Linked DNA regions of Sus scrofa: regions 1, 2 and 3 are each linked to region 4. Evidence: chromatin contacts called from public Hi-C data. All regions are on one chromosome and are shown on one strand. Each heading gives the region's core, a stretch centred on a gene start, on an enhancer-like site or on the middle of the called end of the contact. The rest is flanking DNA. Distances are from core to core; before and after follow the strand shown.

Evidence for each region. Hi-C and Micro-C count contacts between places; a contact is called where the count stands out from the background.
Region 1: a Hi-C map of embryonic fibroblasts shows a contact between it and region 4, with 2.8 times the contacts expected there. The contact joins two enhancer-like sites. A contact is called at or near these places in 10 of 47 Hi-C or Micro-C datasets (alveolar macrophages, brain, embryonic fibroblasts and 5 more) and 2 of 2 datasets of contacts at active chromatin or transcription factors (alveolar macrophages and skeletal muscle).
Region 2: a Hi-C map of embryonic fibroblasts shows a contact between it and region 4, with 2.3 times the contacts expected there. The contact joins the promoter of SMIM20 here to the enhancer-like site in region 4. A contact is called at or near these places in 7 of 47 Hi-C or Micro-C datasets (embryonic fibroblasts, heart right ventricle, liver and 1 more) and 2 of 2 datasets of contacts at active chromatin or transcription factors (alveolar macrophages and skeletal muscle).
Region 3: a contact with region 4 is called in a Hi-C map of embryonic fibroblasts, with 2.5 times the contacts expected there. The contact joins the promoter of STIM2 here to the enhancer-like site in region 4. A contact is called at or near these places in 1 of 5 promoter capture datasets (liver) and 3 of 47 Hi-C or Micro-C datasets (embryonic fibroblasts, heart right ventricle and liver).

Annotation. Positions count from the first base shown.
Region 1 is chr8:19,750,347-19,753,127 of Sscrofa11.1, forward strand. No RefSeq gene overlaps it. Among named protein-coding and RNA genes, the nearest start is that of SMIM20, 51 kb to the left of the region's middle. Within about 2 kb of position 1,400, at least 18 of the 83 cell types and tissues checked have an H3K27ac peak or open chromatin away from gene starts, as enhancers often do. A contact at or near this core is called in embryonic fibroblasts, where this site is marked.
Region 2 is chr8:19,699,169-19,702,376 of Sscrofa11.1, forward strand. SMIM20 (small integral membrane protein 20) reads left to right here and starts at 1,854. Exons shown (of 3, transcript XM_003356880.4): 1 at 1,854-2,099. The coding sequence starts at 1,991.
Region 3 is chr8:20,455,059-20,458,241 of Sscrofa11.1, forward strand. STIM2 (stromal interaction molecule 2) reads left to right here and starts at 1,285. Exons shown (of 15, transcript XM_003128897.6): 1 at 1,285-1,925. The coding sequence starts at 1,505.
Region 4 is chr8:20,067,208-20,070,429 of Sscrofa11.1, forward strand. The region is part of intron 1 of RBPJ (recombining binding protein suppressor of hairless); the gene reads left to right. Among named protein-coding and RNA genes, the nearest start is that of CCKAR, 130 kb to the right of the region's middle. Within about 2 kb of position 1,859, at least 4 of the 83 cell types and tissues checked have an H3K27ac peak or open chromatin away from gene starts, as enhancers often do. A contact at or near this core is called in embryonic fibroblasts, where this site is marked.

The DNA.
Region 1 (2,781 bases), core at 150-2,649, 320 kb before region 4:
ACAGCCTCAGCCACCCTGAATCTGAGCTGCATCTGCGACCTCCGCTGCAGCTTGCAGCAACACAGGATCCTTAACCCCGCTAGCGAGGCCAGGAATCAAACCCGTATCCTCCCAGAGACAATGTCCAGACTTTAACCTGCTGAACCACAAGGGGTGCTCCTGACACTGGTTGTTTGATGCATCCCTAGGCTAATTGACATGTACTTTATTAAGATTAAAAACAAACTGGAAGAGGGACATGATAGGATTAAACTGAGGGATGGAAGTTACATCAATAACAGCTAATTATTGAGACCTGCTGTATGTCAGCCTCCCTTCTAAGTGCCTTCTGTGCGCTATGCGGTTGAATCTAGGACAGTTGCAGGAGGAAGGCTCGATCCTTCTCATCGTCATTCTCACCATCCCCCGGATAAGGAAGCCCAGGCACTGAATGAATATAAAACCATCATGTAACCACGAAGGACATGGTGAGAACCATTGTGACCCCGAGTTAACTGACAGGTGAGTAATTTGCTCAAGGGCAAATTCAAAGGGAGAGATGGGATTAGACGGTGGCCCAGGGCCCGCGTCTCTAACCATCTGACTGCACTGCCTGTCTGTAAACATGGAGCACAGCTCAGCCAAGCAGATCTTCCTTACAGGTTACTACCTACTGTAGAAAGAAGGTTCTAACAGAGGTATTCAGAGAGGCATGGGCTAGAGACATTTAAAAATAGACAGGGGCAGTGTTCCTGGCTGTGGCGCAGCGGTTAACAAATCCGACTAGGAACCATGAAGTTGCGGGTTCGATCCCTGGCCTTGCTCAGTGCATTAAGGATCTGGCGTTGCATTGAGCTGCGGTGTAGGTTGCTCGCTAGGATCTGGCGTTGCTGTGGCTCTGGCATAGGCTGGTGGCTACAGCTCCGATTCAACCCCTAGCCTGGCAACCTCCAGATGCCGCAGGAAGTGGCCCTAGAAAAGGCAAAAAGGCAAAAATACATAAATACATAAATAAAAATAAAAATAAAAATAGGCAGGGGGGCCCTTCATAGAGGGATCTGGGCATTGCTGAGCTGGATTAAATAACAACAATCCTAATAGCAAGACTTGGGGCTCTCTCAGTCGTTGTGACGCATGAGGCGCTGTGCTAAGGTCTTTACCAGCATCTTTAGAGCCCAGGATGTTGGTCCCTGGTCCTCATTTCTCAGGAGAGAAGCCCAGAGTCCCCGAACTTGGAGTTGTCACTGCCCAGAGCCAAGGAGGTAGACACGAACCCAAACCTGCCTGCCCCCCAAGCCCTTGCTTCCAACAGCCCTACAATACGGACTGACTTGGAAGGTCTCTCCCACCCCCGGGACTGTAACTCTAAATCTCCAGGGGGAAATGACTCTGCCTCCGCCCCTGTGATTTCATCTCAGCCTGTGTTGATATTTTTACCGAGAGCTTGGAGACCGCTAGGGCCCGGGGATCTGTTCCCCATCTTGAATCAGAGTTCTGGAATGTTGGCCCAAACCCCGGCCAGATCGTTCTGATTCTTTCTCCTTCGTATTTTACAATCTGGGTTTCCGGTAACCGCTGGTGAAGACCCGTGCTTCCGATTTCATCCTCATTTAAACAGAGGGCCTCGTGAGCGCAGGCAGGAGGTCCAAAAACGCTGGAGAACTCTCACTTTGTCTGAGCCAGGCTCTCTGTGGCAGCCCCTGTCCCCTGTCCTCGCAGCCCAAGGCCTGGGTTGAATGGGCTCGGGTGTCGGATGAAACTTCCGCTTCCTCCACTTTTCTCTCTCTGCTTCTAAACCAGCTCCCAGGGATTCCATCATCTGGATGCAGGTACCAGCAAATCCCTAAGGTTCGGCTCCTAGAAAACAAGTACCAGGACCCAGATCTGGTTCCCATCTAGATACTCAGCTCTTCCAAAGACCTATTGGGTCACTGGTGTTAGTTTCCCGTGGCTGCTCTCACAAAGTACCGCCAGCTTGGTGACTTAAAATAACGAAATGTTATTTCTCACAAGTTCTGGAGGCTCAAATCCAGAATCAAGGTGTCAGCAAGGCCATGCTCTCTCTGAAGGTTCCAGGGGAGAATGGGTTCCATGTCTTCCTTTTAGCTTCTGATGGCAATCCTTGGTGTCCCCTGGCTTGTAGACATGTCGCTTCACATGGGGTTCATGCTGTTAGTCTCTGTCTGTATGTCTGTATCCTTTTTTTTTTTTTTTTTGTCTTTTTAGGGCTGCACCCAGGGCACATGGAAGTTCCCAGGCTAGGGGTCGAAGCAGAGCTACGGCTGCCAGCCTACGCCACAGCCACAGCCACAGGGGATCTGAGCTGCATCTGCCACCTATACCACAGCTCACGGCAATACCTGATCCTTAACCCTCTGAGTGAGGTCAGGGATAGAACCTGCAGCCTCACGGATACTAGTTGGGTTTGTTTCCACTGAGCCACAGTGGGAACTCCCTCCTCTTTTTTTTTAAACTTTTAAATTTTTTACGAAGGTATAGTTGATTTACAGGGTTTTGCCAACTTCTGCTGTTGTCTCCTCTTTTTACGTGGACATCGGTCGTCTGGGATTAGGTAGGTCCACCCCCCATCTCAAGTTGATCTTAACACCTGCCAAGACCCTATTTCCAAATATAGTCACATTTGCAGGTACCAGAACTGAGTCTTTCAGCCCATCTTTGGTAGGGACACGATTCAACCTACAACATCACGCAAAGCTCAGTCGGTGAAGACCCTCCTAGGGGCCCTTAGGCAGCGTTTCCTGGGTGCAGACTCTGCTCCCTGTGTAAACCTCACCTGGACTC
Region 2 (3,208 bases), core at 604-3,103, 370 kb before region 4:
CCTTCTGCTGTACTCTCTCCATGCTCAGTATCTACATCGTGGTCCCCAGCATCCCTTCAAGAGCTGCATCCCTTCAAGTTCAAATCCAGCCTTCTAGTAGTTAGGATAGATTGTGGTTAGCTCAGTTTGGGTCACATGGCCAGGAGGATGCAGCCCCACTGGACAATCAGGCCTGGGTCCAGTGCCAGACAATCCCGTGATGAGTGGGGGAGCTTGGTCAGGCTTGGTTAAATGCTTAACCCTGAGAGCTGGGAGAGAGTAAAAATAGGGTGCATGGGAACCCCAGTTTTCTTCACAGATTGAGAATGGGAGAGGAGTGGTTTGCCAAAAGATAGTTGGGGTATTATTAATAGAAAAAGAAGTGGATGCTGGGAGGCTAAAATGACAAATGTGCAGTATACCTGAGTTTTTACATCACATGATATAAAGCAGGCATCGCAGCTTCCCTCTTTGCTATAAAGTCTTCTATCCTCACCCTAACAAGCTCCTGTAAGCACCCGAGGAGCAGTTATCTCACCTACAGTCATCTGTCTTCCTCCTCTGAACTTCTGCAGCCCCCAAGACTCCATCACTCATCAGCAACAGGCTGTGTCGGGTCATTAGCTGTCTTTTTATGTATATGTCCTGTCCCTCCATCCACATGACAGGATCCTGGAGAGCAAGGGTCATGTCTTATTCATCTTTGTGTCCCCCGTGGCACTTTGCCTGATGTTTGGGGCACAGCGGACAGTCCATAAATCTGCTGACAGATTGAATACCTGATTTATATGCTTCTGGAACCACAGAGGTACATAGTAGCTTGACTCAACTACAAAACTACAAAGAAAAGAGGAAACCTGTGACCTCCACACCATTTCCGAAAGATCGTAAATCTTTTCTGCACTAAATAATGATGCTGGGGTCAAGATTTGTTCCCCAGCCCCCAGCTGCTGGTATCATTCTTATTTAAAAACGATTGAGTGAAAGCCCAGGGAATCTTAGTCTCAGCTGTCCAGTACCGCTGGGTGGGTCATATACTGACACAGCCCCCCCCCAGAAACATGAAGGATGGCAATCACAGGAAGAGGAAGCAGATCTGTCCTCAGTGGCTTCCACCCCAGGCAACAAGGCAGAGCCCCAAGGTCCCATTAGTAGAACTGGCTGCTGGCTCCCTGCCCTGCACGGATCTCTATTCCCCATCCTCATTCGTAATCCTGACATCCAACAAAGGGAAGAGGGAGAGAGGAGAGCATGGAAGATCAGAGTCAGAAAAGATTTACTTGTAGTTTGGATGTTGCAATAATATTCCTCCCAAGCTAGCCTTGGTTCAGAAGCCCCTGCTGGCCATCCAGGGTCAGGCGATTTGCATTTGTCTCTAATCCCCTCAAACCGCCCTTAAGGCCAAGCAACTTGTTTAAATCATGCAGCCAAGACAGGATTTCCTCATCTGTAAAAGATATGTGGATTAAATCAATGAGCCCTAGAGAGCATCCACCTCTTGGTGGAGTCATGAAAATCAAACCAGTGGTGGAAGAAGGAAGTTTGGTTGGTAAAGGAGGGAGTGGTAACGAGGTCAGAAGAGTGTGGGTGGAGCGGCTGAGAGGTGAACCCGGTTTAGGGCAGGGGGCGGAACTGAGATCAAGAGCAATAAAAGCTCCACTCTCCATTCTCCCAGCTGGCGCTCGCCCTCCGGAGCCAGGCAGCCAGGCGCTGCCAGGCACCGCCCGGAGGCGGTGCGTGGGGTTACACGCCTCGCCCCTTCCTCCCCTAGTCCCACCCCCGCCCCAGCCCCACCCCCTGCCCTAGCCCCACCCAGTCCTAAGCCCCGCCTTCGGTGCCACCCTTGACCCAACCTCTTCCCGCCCCTGTTCCGCCTCCTAGCCCCGCCCACAAGGCCCGGAAGCAAAAGCCGTTTCTCCACTTCCCAGCCGGGTCACGACCCAGCGGGCAGGAGCCAGGATTGCGAGAGCTCGGTGTCCTCAGCGGGTCAGCGAAGGCCCGGTTCAGAGCCATGTCCACGAATCTGCGCACCGCGCTCATTTTTGGTGGCTTCATCACCCTGATCGGCGCCGCCTTCTACCCCATCTACTTCCGGCCCCTAATGCGGCTGGAGGAGTACCGTGAGTGACCTCTGACCACCACGCGGTGCCCTGGTCCCAGTGACTCCCTCTCTTTCCCCATCCTCTCCACGTGGGGCCTTGGGCAGAGCTTGGCTCGCGAGTCAGGGAGACCTGGGTTCGAATCCTTTGTGTGCAGCTTTGTGACCGTGGACAAGTGACTCCACCTCTTGGGCCCTCACTATCTTCATCAGTAGTTATGTGTTTCTGTAGTATCTTAAAATAAAACCGTCTAGCCTCTGCTGAGACTCAAAGGCAGTCTGCACGTCGTAGGTCAACACTAAATACGAGTTAATATTCATAGCTAACATTCACTGCAGGCTTCTATGTCTCGTTAATGCACATAGGATCTTTTAATTTACACCTTTTTTTGAGGTACATGTTGCTGTCTTACAGACGGGGAAACTGAGACTCAGGTTGTGTAACATGCCCAAAGTCACACAGCTGTTAGCGGCAAGACACGTATTCCAACCCAGGCCTCTGTCTCCAGAATTTCTTCCTTGTACTGAAGCTGGGAAGGTGATATTGGGGGAGGGAGGTGGGCCCTAATTGTCCTGAACTTGCAGATGTGTTTATTGCACTTCATTTCCGCTCCCAAAGATGTCTTTGATCAGAAATGTCTCAGAGCTAAACTGTTAACCTGAGGTTTTGGGTTTTTCCTCTTCTTTCTCCTCAAATCTTCCTTCAGATTCTGCTATCTTCCTTCATTTTAAGCTGGTTACTCACATGACAATGGTGAATATCCTGGGAGTAATTTTCTTCCTTAATCATTCCAGTCCTATCATTCTAAAAGCCACACTCCCCTTCCTTGAGACCTATACCTCAGCAAGGATTAGCACTTTGATACATCTGAAACCATCTGTCAGAGAGAAAATATTAGGCATTAGAGGCTCATTTTGTTCTCCAGGAAACCTGAATCATCTAGAAGATGGAAAAGGGCCAACCTTGCCCCTTGAGAATATCAGTGGAGGCTGTGAGCTTGGTGATTTGAAGGCAAAAGTGCTGTATAAATGCTCTGACCATTACAAATGCTACAACATCTGGTTTCTGAGGCAGAGCGGTTTAAGTACACACTCAAATTTCTTGTAGCTTCTTTTCATCAGTCAAGATTG
Region 3 (3,183 bases), core at 35-2,534, 390 kb after region 4:
ATCTTCTTGGCTTGAGAACAAGCAAGCCAAAACCCAAATCCAACAACAGAAACCCAGTACCAAACGGGTATGGTATAGGGTTCTTAAGGACCTTTGTGCTTAAGAACCCTATATGCAAAAAATTTTTTTAAGAACAACACTCACAGCATATGGAAGTTCCCAGGCTAGGGGTCAATTGTGTTGGAGCACTGAGAAATGCCACAGCCACAGAAATACCCAATCCAGGGGGCAGGTGTCTGCGACCCACACCGCAGGTTCCTGGCATCACTGGATCCTTAACCCACTGATTGAGGCCAGTGATTGAACCCACAATCTCATGGATACTAGTGGGGTTCATTACCACTGAGCCACAACGGGAAATCCCTTATATGCACATCCTAAGTTTGTATCCCTGGAGAGAGAATGTGTGTGTGTGTGTGTGTGTGTGTGTGTGTGTCGCCAGGTGAAGTCTGAAACACCATTTTTCTGTCAACCTATTCAGCTGACAGCAGACTCCAAGGGGTGGGATGCGGTTAGGGAGGTGATGAGTTCAGGTAAGGTTTGACCATAGGAGAGTCAGAGGCTAGAGCAAATCCTGTTCAGTGGTGCGAATCTGACCGTGTCTCCCATTTGTTAGCTGCGGAAACTGGGGTAACAACATTTCTCGGCCTTAGTTTCCATTCCTTGTAAAATGGGGATGAAAACAACGAAACCACCACCTAACTTTTAGAATTACAACGTGTAAATTTGTAAAACGCTTAGGACCTCGCCTGGAATACTGACACGTAGCAGGAGTTTTAAGTATTGGACAAGTAAATAAAACGCTCGCTCTGCTAACCTCCGTTTCCACATTGCTAGCCTCTTTTAAGCCCCACCTATACCGAAATTCTGGAGACGCCAACGTTTCCGATTACAAGGTTTTCGGATCCATGCAATTATTTTTGCTGCCGTCTGCATGGCTAAAACTTGCCCAAAGGATTTCGGATGTTCTTATGCTTCTCTCCGCCCACTTCGTTCCCGCTTGCCCTCCCCGCCGCCTCTGTCGCAGTGGGGGCATGGGTCCGGGAGGGGGTATGCTCATCTTCCCCCCCATCCCCTTCCTTCTGTTTAGCGAAACCCTTAGAAACAACCCCGCGGCTCTCGAGTCCTCCCCGGAACGCCCCCGGGGGCGGGGCTCGGGCGTCGCGCAGGCCCAGTGCAGCGGCGCTGCGCCTGCGCTGTGGAGGGGCTGAAGGAGGCGGGGGATTGGTATGCGAGCGAATGTGTGAGGGGAGGAGGTGTCCGGGCCGAGCGTGGTACTACGACGGGCGCGGGCCGGAGGGGGCGGGGGGATGCGCCGCGGCGGCGGCGGCTGTGGCGGCGGCGGCGGCGCGGGCGCTGGGACTGGTGTTCCGAGGCGCCAGAGCAGCGGATCCCGGTCTCGCTGCCGCAGCAGCGGGGGTGCCGCGCGCGGCCTGAAGACGCCGTACCTTTTTGATCCTCACCCCCCCCCCTTTTTTTTTTTTTTTAAAAATAACCGGAACCAATGAACGTAGCTGGGACCCAAGATCTGGAGGCCGCCGGTGCGGACGGGACCAGGCTGGCGCCCTGCGGGAGCTGGCGTCTTAGGCGGCGGGGGCGGCCCGAGGAGTCGCAGGCGACGGCGGCGGCGGCACCTCGCGGAGCGGAGTGGCCCGTGGCCGGGGCGCCGCCGCGCTTTCCCCCCGCTCCTCCTCCGCGTCCTCATCCCGCCACGACGCCCGGCCCGGCCTCGAGCTGGCTGCTGCTGCTGCTGCTGCGGCGGCGCTGGGCTGCGCTGCTGGTGCTCGGGCTGCTGGTGGCCGGCGCGGCGGACGGATGCGAGCTGGTGCCCAGGCACCTTCGCCGGCGGCGGGCGGCTGGCTCTGCCGGGGCGGCCGCCTCCTCTCCCGCCGCGGCGGCGGGCGACAGCCCGGCGCTCATGACAGGTGAGGGCCCAGAGGGTGGCGGGTGGGGCTCGGCAGGACGCTGCGGGACCCCCCGTCTCCGGGAGCGGCCAGCGCCTCTGCCAGGTGCCTGTTATTCGACGGCCCTGGCCAGTAAGCGATGCCCAGCCGGGTGCCCAGACGCTGGCGTCCTGGCCGCTGCTTCGTCGCGATCCCCTGCACTCCGGACGCCTTCCCTCTTCCCCCACTGACTCCCCGCCCTCGGCAGAGCCTCTCGAAGGCACCCACTTAGGTCTGCTCCTCGGTGTTCCACGCTGAGCAATGCGGTGGTTTCTCTTCCGTGCCGCAGAAGAGCCAGCAGGGTCTGCAGAGCAGGGTACTGGGCTGTGTGTTTTTTGTTGTTGTTTTGTTTTTCTTTTGGAGACTGCTTGAAAAAGTCAGCAGCAGCAGCAATGCGGTATTGAGTCTGCCTCTGGTGTTGCTTTTGCAAAGGCAGCTGGCAGCGAGTCTCACCGGTTCAGAGCCCCACTGAGCACAGTATCCCAGGGGAGTCTGCTAGAGAGGATTCTTTGAGAGCCATAATACCTAGCAGTATTAGTGGTCCCTAATTAGTATGCAGAAACCTCTAAGTCTAATGTGTATTTTTTGAGAGGTGAGAGGAAGACTTTTTCAGTGATGGATAGTATTTGCTAGTGGGAGCATCACCGGGTGACAAAGGGTGCAGAAAGCTCAGCAGGTAACCAGGAGTATACCTACAATTTACTTGGTGCAGAATGTTCAGTGCTTGTATTCGAGCAGCACAGTTCTGATACACTGCATCAGCACCTTTTAAAAAATATGGAACATTCTTGAAATTATTGAAAACTTGCGAACACGTGTGGTAAAGTTAGGTAGCCGACTGAATCCTTTTAAAGCTTTCCCTTGTCCTGTACAGTTGGTAGGTTGTGGTTTAAGTAATGTAAGGATCTTGAAATGGGTTTCTTTTACGAAAGTAGTGGAGTGAAAGTAAGCTTTGGGGTTGTACTTTGTTTTTAAAAGTAATCTGTAGATTTTACATAATTGCAGAACTAAAAAGGAAAAGTAAATGACACAAGATGACCCATCATTCATTTATCAAAAGTGGTAGTCCAGCGGACGTTTGAAAGTTACCAACAGCTGCTGTGAGCGGTGCTCAGGAGCTGTGTTCTTTAGAGCAAGGCAGCTATTCTCTGGGTTCTCTGACAGGATGTTTACTGTGAGGAGGCTGTCGGTACACTTTCCAAGCTCTTTGGAACTTGTAGTGTATGGAACTTAATGATCA
Region 4 (3,222 bases), core at 609-3,108:
CTAGGAAAGTGTTTTGTATTTGGGAGACACTCTATAGATATTTATTGAACAAACAAAACCTGTTGACTTCCCTCTTCCTGATAGGTGATGTCGTGTCCCATAGTTCCCCAAGCCAAGTTTCTGGATTACTCTCTTAACACTAACCCTTTGCATCTAATCACTAAGAACTGATAATTTTCTTTCGTGAAAAATCTCTTGAATCTGTCTCCATCCTCACTGCCACAATCATGCTCTCACCTGGATTACTACAGATGTTGGCAGCTTTGTCTTTCTGCTTCTAGACACCCCTTTATCCAGTTTCCACTTAGTCTTTCCAAAGAGCAAATCTGATCACTTCACTCTTTAGTTTAAAAACCTTTCAATGGCTCCCCCTAGCAGCCTTCATTAAGAGAGGCAGCAGAATGGAGAGTTTATGAGCTCACTTTTGGGATTTAATCTGAACTGGGTTCCAGTTCTATCTCTGCCAGTTAAAACCTCTGTAAGACTGACAAACGAGCTAATGTCTCCTTAGCTCCTCCTTCATTTGCAAGGTAATTTTCCTTAGTTCTGTGGGTTATTGTGAGGATTACAAGCAAGAAAACATTTTGGGATGTCTGGCACATACCAAGTACTCAAAAAATGTTAGCTGGCATGGCATATGGGGTCCTCTATAACTATTTCATTTACCTTTTCCCCAGCTGAACTGTTTGCCTTTCTCTCATTTCATATTCAATTCTTCAGCTCTATTCTTCAGCTCTATTTAAGAACTTGGAAGTTCCTTGCTTGGGCTCAGCAGTTTAAGGTATTCCTGTGCTTGAAGCATGCTGGTGTTAGTAGGTTATTATTTCAAGATATCCATCTGAGGATATTCTGACCAGATCCACCAGGCTGGATTCAGCGCCCCTCCCTTGTGTCCTAAAAGGACACCTCACTTGGAAGTGTCATACTGAGTCGTAACAAAAGGCAATTGGTTACCTTATGACAGGTAACATTAAAAAAATTATTTGTATTTTCTTATACTCTAAAGAGTGTCTAGAACATGATAAGGACTCAGTAAAAGGTTTTTTGAACAAAGGACTCGGAATCCTTTGAAACTTTGATGCAAACATGATTCGTATGAGCCGAATTTGATGTGTACATATGTTGATTATATAAATAGGGAATCTATTGCTGAAGTACACAAAGGAATTGATATTTTCGGCTATAGGCAGTCTCTAGCCCCGAGAACATTGTAGTAAAACTCTTAGATAAAAGATGTTTTTGGATTATTAGAAAATACTGTATTGTTTGTACAAACCGACAAGCTTAAATATTGCATTTTGGTTTTTGTATAGTTGACTATTCATTGTTTTTCAAAAGTTTCCATTATTTTTAAATGTTTCAAATACTTATTAAGTGCAAAAGGACGTACGTTAAATCTTACAACACTATAAACTGCTTTTTGGGGGGATCACACCATTGCTATATAATCTTCCGGAACACTCAGGTTTTGCGGACAGATTACTTACAGACAATTTTTCCAAGTTTTAGGTTCTTTTTCTGTAAAGTAAGAATGCTGCTTTTGTTGTGTTTATCTGACAGGCACACTGTGATTATCAATCAAGTAAGGTGAAATATGTGAAATGATAAAGGTCAAAATGAAACAATGTATACATAAGCGATTTGTAAGTAATAAAACCCTCTATACAAATACTTTAATTGTAATAATCAGTTTCTCCTGGTAACCTTTCACAGGCAGGGTTCAAGATGGGCTTTTTTATATTGCAACCTGTGGTTTGTGGGTCATGTTTTAGGAAGGCAGCGGTGTATTTAGTGCAGAGGACCACAGCCCTTGAAATATGTGCCTTGGCATTTTGAGCAGACATATTTGGTAAATTACTGCTTGACCACGGATGTTGTCATTGAGTCACCCCCAACTTTTTGGGATCTGCTTCTTATTGCTCTCTTCTCTGCCGGGACAGCCATAGTGATGTAGGAATGTTGAGTGCCCAGCTGCTACCATCTCTCAGACATCCTGCCCAGAGTTCTGGATGCCCCTTAGGCCTGGCACAGCATTGTGATGTTGCTGATGCCTCATTAGGCCTGCTTCTGCTTCAGGGAGTGAAATGATATCCTAATGGTGTGAAAAGGGTAAGGCATTTCCTGAACATAACTTAGTGCTGGGGAAAGCAACCATTGGAGGCACTCTGGCTTGGTTTGTATAATTGGTAGTAATTACTTATCTGTATAAATATTTGTAGGTTTGTTGTGTTGGGACAATGCAGAGTGATAAGCATGACAGCGTTTCAGTCAGATTGGTAAGATCATGGCAGTTTTGGGAATATTTGAACTATTTTACCTTAACAAAAAGATGGAAACCACTGCTTCTCAGGTATCCTGAGTTGCAGAAGCCTTCCAGTGAAATGCTGCACTGGTTGGATGTGAGATGAAGTACACTAGAAAACCAAGTTTACCCTTTAAAATCACCCTCCCACTTTCTTTTCTTTTTTTGTTTGTTTGTTTGTTTTTTGTCTTTTTGCCTTTTGTAGGGCTGCTCCCGCAGCATATGGAGGTTCCCAGGCTAGGGGTCCAATCGGAGCTGTAGCCGCCAGCCTGCACTAGAGCCACAGCAACGCGGGATCTGAGCCGAGCCGTGTCTGCAACCCACACCACAGCTCATGGCAACGCCAGATCCTTAACCCACTGAGCAAGGCCAGGGATCGAACCTGAAACCTCCTAGTCAGATTCATTAACCACTGAGCCACAACGGGGACTCTCCACATGCTTTTCTGTATTCAATATTTTTAACTTAGCCTTAGAGCTAATTTTTTTGTGAATTTGTTAACTAGATGATAGAGTGGTAAGTGAATAAGAAGAGTTTCTCATAAAAAGTTTATATAACCAGGAAAAATGTTTGTCACTTTATGAAACCCTGTTATTTTTTATTAGTGTGGTAAAGATTGTGTTATATAACTGTAGTATTAGTTGCCTTATAAAATAGAGAACCAGTGTTAATGGATTTTTTCTTTATTATTATAAACACCTTTTTTTTTTTTTGGCCTGTGAAGTTCCCAGGCCAGCGATCTGATCTGAGCCTCACTTGCTACCTACACTGCAGCTGCAGCAATGCCGGATCCTTAACCTGTCCCAAACAGAGTTATAAATGATATATTGACACATTATCATCTCCTTAAGTCCATAGTTTACGTTAGGGTTCACTCTTGGGGTACATTCTGTGGGTTTAGGCAAATGTATACTGTATCT